Linked DNA regions of Mus musculus: regions 1 and 2 are each linked to region 3. A link is a contact called in public ChIA-PET and promoter capture Hi-C data. All regions are on one chromosome and are shown on one strand. Each heading gives the region's core, a stretch centred on a gene start, on an enhancer-like site or on the middle of the called end of the contact. The rest is flanking DNA. Distances are from core to core; before and after follow the strand shown. Region 1 holds the start of Usp50 (ubiquitin specific peptidase 50). Region 2 has its middle 11 kb from the start of Ap4e1. Region 3 overlaps Sppl2a (signal peptide peptidase like 2A).

What was found. Promoter capture Hi-C pulls out the DNA fragments that hold promoters and counts their contacts. ChIA-PET counts read pairs in DNA pulled down with a chosen protein or histone mark.
Region 1: a promoter capture Hi-C map of liver shows a contact between it and region 3. The contact joins the promoter of Usp50 here to the enhancer-like site in region 3. A contact is called at or near these places in 6 of 39 promoter capture datasets (the 3T3-L1 cell line, 3T3-L1-derived adipocytes, the C10 cell line and 2 more), 4 of 484 Hi-C or Micro-C datasets (bone marrow-derived macrophages, conventional dendritic cells, cortical neurons and 1 more) and 4 of 9 other capture datasets (adipose tissue, embryonic stem cells, liver and 1 more).
Region 2: an H3K27ac ChIA-PET map of liver shows a contact between it and region 3, with 5 times the contacts expected there. The contact joins two enhancer-like sites. A contact is called at or near these places in 19 of 39 promoter capture datasets (the 3T3-L1 cell line, 3T3-L1-derived adipocytes, the HPC-7 cell line and 12 more), 1 of 15 datasets of contacts at CTCF or cohesin (stem cell-derived epiblast-like cells), 11 of 484 Hi-C or Micro-C datasets (bone marrow, bone marrow-derived dendritic cells, bone marrow-derived macrophages and 8 more), 7 of 115 datasets of contacts at active chromatin or transcription factors (the NIH/3T3 cell line, bone marrow-derived macrophages, embryonic basal ganglia and 3 more) and 5 of 9 other capture datasets (adipose tissue, embryonic stem cells, liver and 2 more).

The regions. Positions count from the first base shown.
Region 1 is chr2:126,780,777-126,784,785 of GRCm38.p6, forward strand. Usp50 (ubiquitin specific peptidase 50) reads right to left here and starts at 2,684. Exons shown (of 7, transcript NM_029163.3): 1 at 2,444-2,684. The coding sequence starts at 2,511.
Region 2 is chr2:126,995,496-126,999,580 of GRCm38.p6, forward strand. No RefSeq gene overlaps it. Among named protein-coding and RNA genes, the nearest start is that of Ap4e1, 11 kb to the right of the region's middle. Within about 2 kb of position 1,471, at least 113 of the 459 cell types and tissues checked have an H3K27ac peak or open chromatin away from gene starts, as enhancers often do. A contact at or near this core is called in liver, where this site is marked.
Region 3 is chr2:126,895,823-126,899,895 of GRCm38.p6, forward strand. All of the region lies in intron 14 of Sppl2a (signal peptide peptidase like 2A), which reads right to left. Among named protein-coding and RNA genes, the nearest start is that of Mir3473g, 4.5 kb to the right of the region's middle. Within about 2 kb of position 1,344, at least 12 of the 459 cell types and tissues checked have an H3K27ac peak or open chromatin away from gene starts, as enhancers often do. A contact at or near this core is called in liver, where this site is marked.

The sequences.
Region 1 (4,009 bases), core at 1,434-3,933, 110 kb before region 3:
TTGTTCCTTTTGTTTTGTGGTAGGCCCTCCCCATGTGTCTCTGGCTGGCTCTGCACTGGCTACGTTGACCAGGCTGGGCTTGAACTCACAGAGATTCCCCCGGCCTCTGCCTCCTGGGTGCTGGGATTAAAGATGTGTAATTCTAGCCAGGGGGTGGTGGCGCACGCCTTTAATCCCAGCACTCGGGAGGCAGAGGCAGGCGGATTTCTGAGTTCAGATTTCTGAGTTCGAGGCCAGCCTGGTCTATAAAGAGAGTTCCAGGACAGCCAGGGCTCAGAAAAACCCTGTCTCGAAAACCCAAAACAAAACAAAAAAGGTGTGTACTTCTCTGATTGGCTAGGAAGGATTCTTAGTGGGTTTTTCTCTCAAACTCACTCTCTACCAAGGACAGAAGGAGTTTAACTTAGGCCCAGAACTCTGAATGACATAAATGTTTGAATGTCTGACATAAATAAAAGTTTCTTCCTAAAAAGAGAGTAAAGAGATAGAGTAAACCTGCCGTCCAGGTCTCAGGGTGGCTTGGCTAAACATCCAAACTCAGCTGTTAAAAAACCAAAGCCTTTCCTGCTTTAACAGTAACATCATAGACATTTTGTACTTAGTCTGACTATATTAAACATTTAATATACATTCCCCATTAAATATTTGCAACAGCTCTTCTGGGTAGAAACAGTCCTTCTAAAATCCCATTTACAGGTGGACTAACCAGCTTATGTGAGTGAGTCATTTGCCCACAGTAGTATACCAAGGGCAAGCACATAGTGATGCAGGAGAAATGAAGGCATTTACCTACCTTACCTGGCCATTAAATTATATGGAATTACAGCATATGCTGAGAATGAATATAACTCTATAGGTGACATATGGAGAACATAATACAGTGTTGGAGCTGTGGCTCAGTGGGTAAGAACACTGACTATGGATTCAAAGGACCCCAGTTCAAATCCCAGCAAGTGCTTTATGGGGCCGTTAAAGGGTTGTAACTTTGAGCCTTTGTAGCTTCTTTTGGTGTCTGGAGACAGCTATAGTGAGCATGATACATACACATAGTAGGAACATATACATTCATATGTTAAGGGCACAGGTATGTATATATGCATACATATGTGTGCATACATGCACATTGCTACGCTAATAACTGATTATATATATTTATGATTAGGGTTCTTATGTTTGCTCATTTATAACACAGAAACATTCAGCATGAGAAAGTGTCCTTGGCCTGTGTGAGGCACTGGCTTTGGCCTCAAGCTCCTGATCCCCCAGCAAAACAAGGAACACTACCTCTTCCTGGCAGGGTTACTGCGAGGGCCATGCAGGTGCCATGCAAGGTGCTTAGCTTAGATCACATAATAAATGATATCTTTTAAAAGAATACAACATAGCCAGTTATTGGTGGTGCAAACCTTTGATCCTAGCGTTCAGGAGGCAGCAGCAGGGGGGATCTCTGAGTCTGAGGCTAACCTGGTGTACAGAGTGGGTTCTAGAACGAATAGCTAAGGCTACACAGAGAAACCCTGTGTCCAAAAAAAGACAAGTGTATATTTATACACACACACACATATGTATATATACTTATATACACATACACATGTGTGTATATATGTCTATGTGTGTATGTATATATGTATATATACATCTATGTACCTGTATAGTATGTATACACGTATATTTACATGTATACACACATATATACATATATATGTATACACACATATACAGATATACGTGCATACACACACACACACACACACACACACACACACAGCTTGGGTTCTGAAGAGATGGCTCAGCAGTTAAGAGCATTTCTGCTGTTCTTTCAGAAGATCCTGGCTCACTTCCCAGCAACCACATGGCAGCTCACAACCATTTGTGTCTCCAGTTCCAAGGGATCTAATGCCCTCTTCTGGCCTCCAAGAGCACTGCTTTGGTGTGCTTAAATTGTCAGCAAAGCATTCATATACATAAAATAAAATCTTTAAAAGAATAAATGACTTAATGTGGAGAGACGGGACTGGAGCATCTGCCCAGCATGCAGAGATGGGAAATACTGCAGGCTCCAGGAGGCCTCCTTGATCTGCACAGCTCCCTCTTATCTGACCGATTCAGTAGGGCCGCTCACCACCTTTGTCCTTTATTACCTTTCTTCCCACAGACTGAATCTGAAATCCAGGCCCCACCGCTCAGCGGCCTCACTCAGTGCCTCTGCTCAGTTTCACCCATCTGAAAAGTGTGCCATTCTCACTTTTACTCAGTGATGTCACGGAGGCCCTGAGCTGACTGATCAGGGAGTACATGTATGTTATCTCTTCTGGGTCCTTCATGGGTCAAATCTGGCAGAGCCCTCCCAAATGCAACAGGTGCCATGCCCCCTCTAGGTAAGCCCTCCCCCAGCCCCCCACTCCTGAGGTTATCTATAAAGGCACAGGACATAGAGGCTCACAGGTTGTAGTAGGCACCGAAGTCGTCTGCAGGGACCGGCCGATGAGACGCCATGTCAATGAAGCACATCAGGCTTTCACTTCTACTCACGAGCTACCTTTGATCCTTTTAACTTCATTTCTCCAGGACTGCTCCCTGGCTTGTTTTTGGTTTTGAACCGTTTGAATGCCCCCCTCCCCCCTTTGTGTTGTTGCTGTCTGATTTCACTTGACTCAGGCCCAGTTCTTCTTGGATCCTCCCCTGCATCACAATTGTCACCCTTCATACCAAGGTTCTAACGTGTTGTCAAGGGATACCATTATTTGTTTGTTTGAAATGCTTCTGAAAGATCAACTTTCTGAGAACGAATTGTCCACATCACAGCTCTCCCTCTATTTCTGGGTTTCTCACACACAAGCACACAGAGATGTTCACCCTCTGGATTTGGGGACAGTGTGTGGCAACACTGCTCCCATGAACCCTAGAGGGACATCTCTTCCCCTATGGAGGAGGTAGTGAGATTTTTCTCATCCCGATGCATACACAGTGAGGTCACCAGAATTGTTTATTCTTGGGATGGAGACACAGCTGGATATGGGCACATACCCATAGTACACAGGCTGTTAGGGTTTTACTGCTGTGGACAGACACCATGACCAAGGCAACTCTTCTAAGGACAACATTTAAATGGGGCTGGCTTACAGTTTTAGAGGTTCAGTCCATTATCATCAAGGTGGAGAACAAGGGCATGTCCTGGCAGACATGGTGCAGGAGGAGCTGAGAGTTCTATATCTTCATCTGAAGGACACTAGAAGACTGGCTCCCATGTAGTTAGGAGAAAAGAATCATTGCCCACCCCCACAATGACACATTTCCTCCAACAAGGCCACACCTCCTAATAGGCCAAGCATATTTAAACCACCACACAGGCTTATTATAGGATTTACAAGCTGTGGCCTCTGGGGCACACATGGTTTTCTGAACTCAGACTTTTCCACTGGAGGAAAAGGATGGCATCCTCAGTTCTAACTAAAAGCATGGGGCTGTGACCTGGGAAAGCACCCGTGCTGGGGCCTTGCCTCTGGAGTGCCTAGTTGCTGCTGGCCTGCTCTCTGAGCAGATCTACTGGGTCAGCCAAGCACCAGCAGAGAGCAGGCAGAGAGCCCTTAGGATCAGTTTATCCCAGGTAGGGTACTGAAGACAGGCTGAAGGAAAAATACTCTCAAAGTCCAACTTCATAGAGCAATGAGTTTCAGTGGGGTCAGTTAGGGCATATGGGTGGAGAGATCAGGAGCAAATAGGACTCAGCTGTGTCACCGAAGACCCCAGTATGAGTGACAGCTCATGAAAGCTGGGCTCCAGGAGCACACACAGCCTGCAGGCACTCAACAGATTGCAGTGTCCTTTCTAGGCCTTTTAGTCGTAAGCCACACACTGCAACACACACCACATGACATCGATCTCTCTCACACACTATGCCAAACCACCCGGCAACACACACAATGACTAAGAAATATACATTAGATCCATAATGATGCCCCTCTGTGTATGTGCATATATGTATTGAGAATCAGAATTCACACCAATA
Region 2 (4,085 bases), core at 221-2,720, 100 kb after region 3:
AGAGAATCCTTGGAAGCTGCTGGGCCAGTCAGGTGTCGTATAAAGCAACTGTCGTATAAAGACAAAATCCAAAGAGGAAAAGATGCAATGTCTGGATTCTCTCACGATAGAGCACATGTGAGCATGGCAGACATATACACAGATAAAAGGCAAAAAAAAAAAAAAAAAAAAAAAGGTATGCTCATGCACTTCCCACTGGAAGTCAGTTCCAAACTTTGATAATTCCTCACAAGCTATTCTTTCTGCAGCTCTCAATTTCCATACGAAGTGAGTAATCTCTGTGTAATAGACCAGTAACATTACAGATTTGGAAATAGACCTAAGGAGACTTTACCAAAACTCATGGACAGGCAAAGGAAGGGAAGATGCAGAGTGGGGGTTATACTAAGGTAGCTGCGTTTCATCAGTAATGTTTTAAAGGTCATTTAAAAATTCTAATACAGCCAGGCATGGTGGCACACGCCTTTAATCCCAGCACTCGGGAGGCAGAGGCAGACGGATTTCTGAGTTCGAGGCCAGCCTGGTCTACAAAGTGAGCTCCAGGACAGCCAGAGATATAAAGAGAAACCCTGTCTCGAAAAACCAAAAAAAAAAAAAAAAAAAAAATCTAATACACTCTTACAAGAAATTTCCACAGACACACATACTACCAATGTACCAATACTAGAGAGTCAGCATAAGTTACCAAGAGGATTTGTAGCTGTGTGGATCTTGATCTGATCTAATCTAGGTATTTCCAAATGTTACGGAAGTATGCGTGAGAGCATAAGAAACTCTATCTGGGGCTAGTGGATGGCTCACTGGGCAAGAGCACTGACTGCTCTTCTGAAGGTCCTGAGTTCAAATTCCAGCAATCACATGGTGGCTCACAACTACCCGTAATGAGATTTGACACCCTCTTCTAGTGTGTCTGAAGACAGCAACAGTGTACTTATTTATAATAATAAGTAAAAAAATTTTTTAAAGAAATTCTATCTGGAGAAAGGTATTTCAAGTATTGACTTATCAAAAAATTGCTTTGTGCTTCTCCTGTGAATTTTAGTCTGAGAGAGAGAAGGCAATAGGAGAGAATAGGATCAACAAATCATAGCCAGGATTGGGGTGCCTGAAATCTAGTCCTAGCACCTAAGAGGAGGTAGAGGCAGGAGGATAAAGCCATGGATTTGAGGCCAGCCTGGTCTACACTGTGAGTTCTAGGAAAGCCAGTGAGAGTCTGATTCAAACAAAACAGGAACTAACAACAAACGCCAAAATAAAAAAGAAAGAAGCCACAAAATAGAGGATAGAAGATAATAGTCATTAACTTATCCAGAGACAGAGTCTTTGAAGGCAAGCCCCACATATTCTGTAGAAAAACAAGGCCTTCCTACTGTTTATTATTGAGTACCGCACTTACAAACGGTCTATTTTGGTTTACTTCCTCTTTGGAATGATCCTGGCCTTGGGATCCAGTTGGCTTTCTTTTCTTTCTCCTCTGAGTATAGACGGTCATCTAGTGACAGCAGAGAGAACTGCAGCTACCCTCCAGCTATTGAGGAAGCTTGTTGGATCTGCAATGAAAGGAGTTAGGTTGGCATTATTCACCACAACAGAGACCACCTTGTTTGTTTGTTTGTTGTTTTGTTTTTCGAGACAGGGTTTCTCTGTATAGACCTGGCTGTCCTGGAACTCACTTTGTAGACCATGCTGGCCTCAAACTCAGAAATCCGCCTGCCTCTGCCTCCCGAGTGCTGGGATTAAAGGTGTGCGCCAACACGCCCGGCATCAGAGACTACCTTAATACTGCCATCTGTAAGCCTGTCTCCTAAGCACTCCTCCTACCAAAGGCCACTTTATAACATTGTCTTCTTGTGTCCCTCTTCCCTGAGAGAGTATCTTAAGATCAACTTAACAACAGGCTTTGTAACACTGTATTCTTGTGGGTCATTGATACTACCTCAAAAGCTAGATTTGGAATACCTTCTTCTTGTACATAGCCTCCAACAGAGACACCTCTTTTTTCTTCATTATTTTAAATTCCTTTTATAACTTTTTGAGAGCTTTGCACATGAGCATTGAGTCTCTATCCACTCCTTGCCTTTCCTCATCCGTCAAACTGCTCCAGTGTCTATCCCTCCCAATGCATGGCCTTGTCTTTATTATTTTTACATATACATATATAAATACATATGTGTATGCATCCTCTGAGGGCATTCAGCATTGCTTATATGTACAATTATCTCGAGTTGACCACTTGGGATTGCACATCCTATGCAGGGCTGGCTCTCCTGGAGGAAAGTCATTCTCTCTTTCAGCAACTATTGGTCATTGTAGCTCTTCTAGGCGTGGGTCCATATGGAACATCCTGTGTCCACATTGGCATGTCAGCTGATGTTGTCTTTAGCCAGTCTTCACACAATCATTAGTGGGTGCATTTGCCCTGTCATGCTTAGGGGATACTATCTAGTAACAAGTGTCCTGGACCATGAGTCTTATAGTCTTTCTGCCCCTTCTATGATTTTCCTTGAGCCTTGGGCGTAGGGCTTGTTTTGAATACGTGTCAGTTGGGGTTGGACACCCCACAGATCTGTAATCTCTGCGTTTTGACCAGGGTGGGTCTCTGTAATAGTCTCCATCTGTTACATAAGAAAGCTTCTTTGATGGGGTGTGAGAGCAACTCTTATCTTCAAGGTTCAAGGAAGAGTTTAGGATAAAGTTAGAAATTACATCGGTTTAGGAAAAAGGCAGGATTAGGGTCTCCACTCGGGTCTATGAGCTCTCTGGCCACGGGTAACCAGTTGGCTAGGATTACAGTACCAAAAGTGGATTTCTGCCCATTGAGAAACCCTGGATGTCCTGGAACAATCCAATTAGACAGCCATGGTTACAAGATAAAAGCGACTATTGACCATGCGAGCTATCTTGCTTTGTTATGCCTATGGTCCTTGGGTTTCACAGCTGGATAGGCCTATAGATTGCTCCTCTCACTGGGCAGCTTGTTTAGCACCTGCATGTGTCGGAGCTAGTCCTCTGCAGGAGGCGCCCATCTCAGTTCCAGTTCAATTTCTCCAAGTCTGTGTCTGAAGTGTGTGGTGTCTTCAGCAATAAGGTCTTGCCTTCAAGTTCTGGAAGTCAACCGAGGGCAGTGGCAATGATCCATATTGGTTTTTGGTTTTTGTGGGAGGTTGGTGGGCGTGTTGTTGGAATTCTTGTATTCTTCTGACAGTAAATCAAGGGGAGTTTCCCATACCTGGTACTGAGCCTTTTGCGGGGAGCATCATCACCTCGGGTACAGTAACTCCATTTAAATAAATAAATGTGTTTGCTCACTCACATAACATGCCTTCAGAAAGCTGAATCAGACTTTAGTGAGCATTTATTTTTTTTTTTTTTAGATTTATTTATTTATTATATGTAAGTACACTGTAGCTGTCTTCAGACACACCAGAAGAGGGCGTCAGATCTCGTTACGGATGGTTGTGAGCCACCATGTGGTTGCTGGGATTTGAACTCCGGACCTTTGGAAGAGCAGTCGGGTGCTCTTACCCACTGAGCCACCTCACCAGCCCCTAGTGAGCATTTATATATGCCCTGAATGTTAAATTGTGTATTTAACAAGAAAGACTTACAGAACATCTCAACTTTTAAAAATGTTACCTTAGGGCTCAAGAGATGACTCAGTGATTCAGAGTACAGTTTGTTCTTCCAGAGGATCCAGGTTCAATTCACAGCACCCACGTACAGCACCGCTGCATGGCAAGGTGTTTAATAGTATGTATGATTTATATTCAATGATAAAGGGTTTTTATAAGATTGATTGATTGATTGATTGATTATATGTAAGTACACTGTAGCTGTCTTCAGACGCACCACAAGAGGGCATCAGATCTCATTACAGATGGTTGTGAGCCACCATGTGGTTGCTGAGATTTGAACTCAGGACCTTTGGAAGAGCAGTCAGTGCTCTTACCCGCTGAGCCATACAATTAAAATGTAATTTAAAGTTTTAAATTAAAATGCAAATCTATTTTAAATGGCAGAAGGTATTGAAAGACCCCCGTTTCGGGGAGATCCTCGCTCAAGTCCCAGGATGAGCCGATGCCCCA
Region 3 (4,073 bases), core at 94-2,593:
AGAATAACACATGAAACCCTCTTTAATTCCTCTGTCTCTAAGAGACAAAGAAGACAGCTCTCTATGAGTTCCAGACTAGCCTGGACTACACAGCAAGGTCAAGGCAAGCCAGGGCTACAGAGTGAATCTATCTCAAGACACACACAGCACTCACACAAACACACACTCACATATGCAGACATGCATGCATACGCATGTGTATACACACACACACACACACACACACACACACACACATGCATACACTCACATTCCTCTCAAAAGAAGCAAACAAGAACAACAAAACAACGAAAACCCCACCACTTAAGCAAGTCAAAATATGATACATAAAAGTTTGGAAATATTACATAACAAAAAATCCTAATAAAAATGTAAACCACAGAACACTTAAAACCCCTGAAAACAAATCAAAATGCATTTGTTTACAAAGTTTTAAAAACACATTATAAGTGAATTTTTTCCTTACTTCAATTCTACCCATATTCTATATATTTTTTTCAAAATATATTTGGGAATGAAGGAAATAGGAAGTGCTTAAATATTTAAAATATTTTTATCCTCGTCTTCAGATAAAACTGTGTTAAAATGGAAAAATGTAATATCTTTGTAAAGGTTGTCAAAGACTTTCAGACCAATACATGATTAGATTTCAGTATCAATATATATTTTCTCCTTTCTTTGTTATTGTGAATCAGAAGATGGAAAGTCCAGCAATACAAATGTCCCTATTTTTTTTTCCTAAATACGTTTGGGTTTTGTTTTTTAAGAAGAGATTGTTCCATATAGATTTCTGGACTTGCCAGACAGGGGTGCCTCTGAGTTGAGGCTTTCAGGTGACAGGTGCCTCAACCAATGGGGACACTTTCAGTAAAGCCCACCTGTCAGCAACCACAGTTATAAAGGCCCTGGTCATTTATTTGGTCCTTTATCTACCACAGATAACACCTAGGTTAAAGCAGTTAATAAACTGTTCATAACAGTTATAGGAGAAAAAAATTTAAAGGAATACTTAGCATGTGGGAGCCCTGAATTCCTTTTCTGACAACATAAAAATACACAATAAACTTCAAGGCACTTAAAAACAGACAAAAGCTGATCATGGCAGGTAGTATTAAGCATTCTACAACATGAGACATAGGGTGAAGCTGTGGAATATTTTAGTCACACTTAAAGTTATAGACATGGACATATAGATAAGTAGTTAGGGCCCGTTTTTCTGACAAAAGGCCAGAGGTGTGAGGAGACCCATGGTAGCATAGAAGGGACCATAGCGGGTGGGGTAGACACACTGCTTTCCTTCTCTGTGATCTTTGTACCCTGGCAACCGCCCTGAACAGTAAGAGCTATGTGCCCAGCGTTATAACAGGCTTCGGTTTTCCTAATTCTTAGGTATCACACTGGGCACTATAATCCCAGCCCTAAATATAGATATATTAATTAACCAGTCCTGGGAGTACCGGGCTATAATCCTGGCATGCAGGAAGTTGAGGCAGGGGGAATCTGAACCTCAGCCAGCCCGGACTATGCAGTGAGACACTCACCTGTGTCCCCAAAACAAAGCAAAACAAAACCAAAGCGAACAACAACAAGACAATTTCAAGGTCTACTAACTGAAAAGTTAGCGCTGCTACTCCCTAGTCTCCAAGCTTTCAGTAAACACACCACAGCGGTGCACAGAGCAGACTCGAGGGTCAAGAACGTAAAACTCAATACATCAACACAGCCCCAAAAAATTCACTGGCAGAATTGGTATTCCACATCTGTAAGCTGTCCTTTGAAGGGATCAGCTAACCAGGCAGCTGAAGCTCCGCTTGCTTGGAGCTGATTGCCGAAAGCTGTCTAATAAACCAACCCGAGTAACAAGTTCTCGGTCCTCAGTCAGTTTAAGTAGCTTTGAACCCCAACTCGTGACTCAAAGCTTGTGACTTCTAAAAATAATTACAAGTACTAGTGACATTAGCACACACTGTTCACTGGATGCCAACAAGCTGAGCGCCTGCTACCCATTAGAGTAAACAGCCCGTTCAAGCGACTGCATGAACCTCACTGCATTGGATTTACTAGTAGAAACACAAAATACCACTCTCCCCAAACCGTTACGCTCTCTAGGGGAAAAAAGTCATTGATTAACTCTACATTAATTAGAACTCTGGCTTCAGGTAAAGTCAAATAAGTGGAACTGAGTACTGTAGCTTTAGAAGTATCCAGAAAACTGGCTGGCCTTGAAGCTACACAAAAGAATCCGTAACTAATTTTTCTAAAATGATATTATTTTAATGCAATTGTAGAAAAATCCATCTTCTATTCGTGAGAAATTTACAGAGGGGGTGAAAGATTCCAAGGCAAGTATTATAGCACTTACGTGATGACGACTGAACCTAATGCAATCATGCCACCACTGCCATTAAAAAGGGCACAGCTGGATGTACAGAGCTTGCTTGGCATGTGTGAGGCCCCAGGTTCAATCCCGGGACACCTGCTCCCACCACGCCCTGGAGCAAGTCTCCAGTGGAAAGTTCTACACTACAAGTTAAGATTCTCTTATCCAAAATACTTGGGACTGAAAGTGTTTCAGATTTTGAAATTTTTGGTATGTTTGCCTATTCATAAAGAGATATTTTGAGGATAGAATGGATCCAAACATGAAATTAACTTATATTTCGCATACAGCTTATACCCAGAGCCAAAGTTCATGATGTCAGAGGAAAGTACGGCAGCAGGGACACCCGAGCGCTCACAGCTGAGCCACAGGAAGGAGGCAGAAGAAGAGCTAACTGGGAATGGGCCCCACCAGAGCCTGCCACCAATGACACCCACCCCAGCAAAGCCACACCTCCTAGTCCTTCCCAAACAGTTCAACCAATTGTCAGGCAAGCATTTAAGCATGCTGACCTATGAGGGCCATTCGCATTCAAATCACCATACCTCTGAATCTCAGATCTTAGAGCATTTTGAATTTTGGATTAGAGATGTTTTAACTTCTATCACTATCCTTGTACTCAAAACAGATATCTGACATTACAATGAATCAAATTATTAGTATTATTAATAGATTCTGTTTTATTTTACTTCCTTTATGTTTATTTCAAAACGACTAAAAAATGCTGGAACATAGAAAAATAACTATGTATAAAGATTATAGAGAAAGTAGGTCTATTTTGTGTTTTAAAAGTTAATAGTGATAGGGTGGTGGTGGCACATGCCTTTGATCCCAGCACTCGGGAGGCAGAGGCAGGTAGTTCTCTTGAGTTCCAGGACAGTCAGAGCTATACAGAAAAACCCTGTCTCAAAAACCAAAACGAACAAAAGTTAATAATGTATGATAGTTACAATAATTTTATGAGGGGTACTGAAACACACACACACACAAAATTCAAAGTTTTAAAATGAAAATCAGGAAAAAAGGAAAGAAAGAAAGAAAGAAAGAAAGAAAGAAAGAAAGAAAGAAAGAAAGAAAGTCAGTCAGTCAGTCTAGATAGTGAAATGAAAAAATACAAACCAACAAAACAAAGTTTTAAAGCTCCCAGCTCCTTCAAATAGTAACAAATGTATTTGAAGATAATGGTATGCTGATACTGTTTTAAGAAACTGGCATATACTAACATATTCAAGGGTTAACAGATTAAATGCAGTCCTCGGAAATAAGTTATTACCCTATTTCATACTGGAAGAAACTGAGGCACCAAGAGAAAGGTAAACTTTCCAAGGTCAGAGCTAGAATGACTAAATCAGTTTTTAGATTTACCCTACCCCTAGACTCCTGGTCCTTACTAGGTGTTATTCTGTATTCTGAAAGTCTTTGTGGAATAAAATAATGATGCCACCTTACACAAACAAGAAGTAGCCTTTGTTTTTAGATACTTTAAAATGTATTTTCCTACAATTAATTGTTCTATTTAGCTGCTGTGCCACTTAGGAAAGTCCCTTACAATGGTTTTAATGAGTACTTTGACATAATCTACAATAAGCCAGGAAAGGGGCCTGATGAGAGATTATCTAGAACAGGTTGTCCAGTGATCATATCTGTGAAGGGTGATCTTGACTAGAGAGAAGACCCACCCACTTTGGGTGTC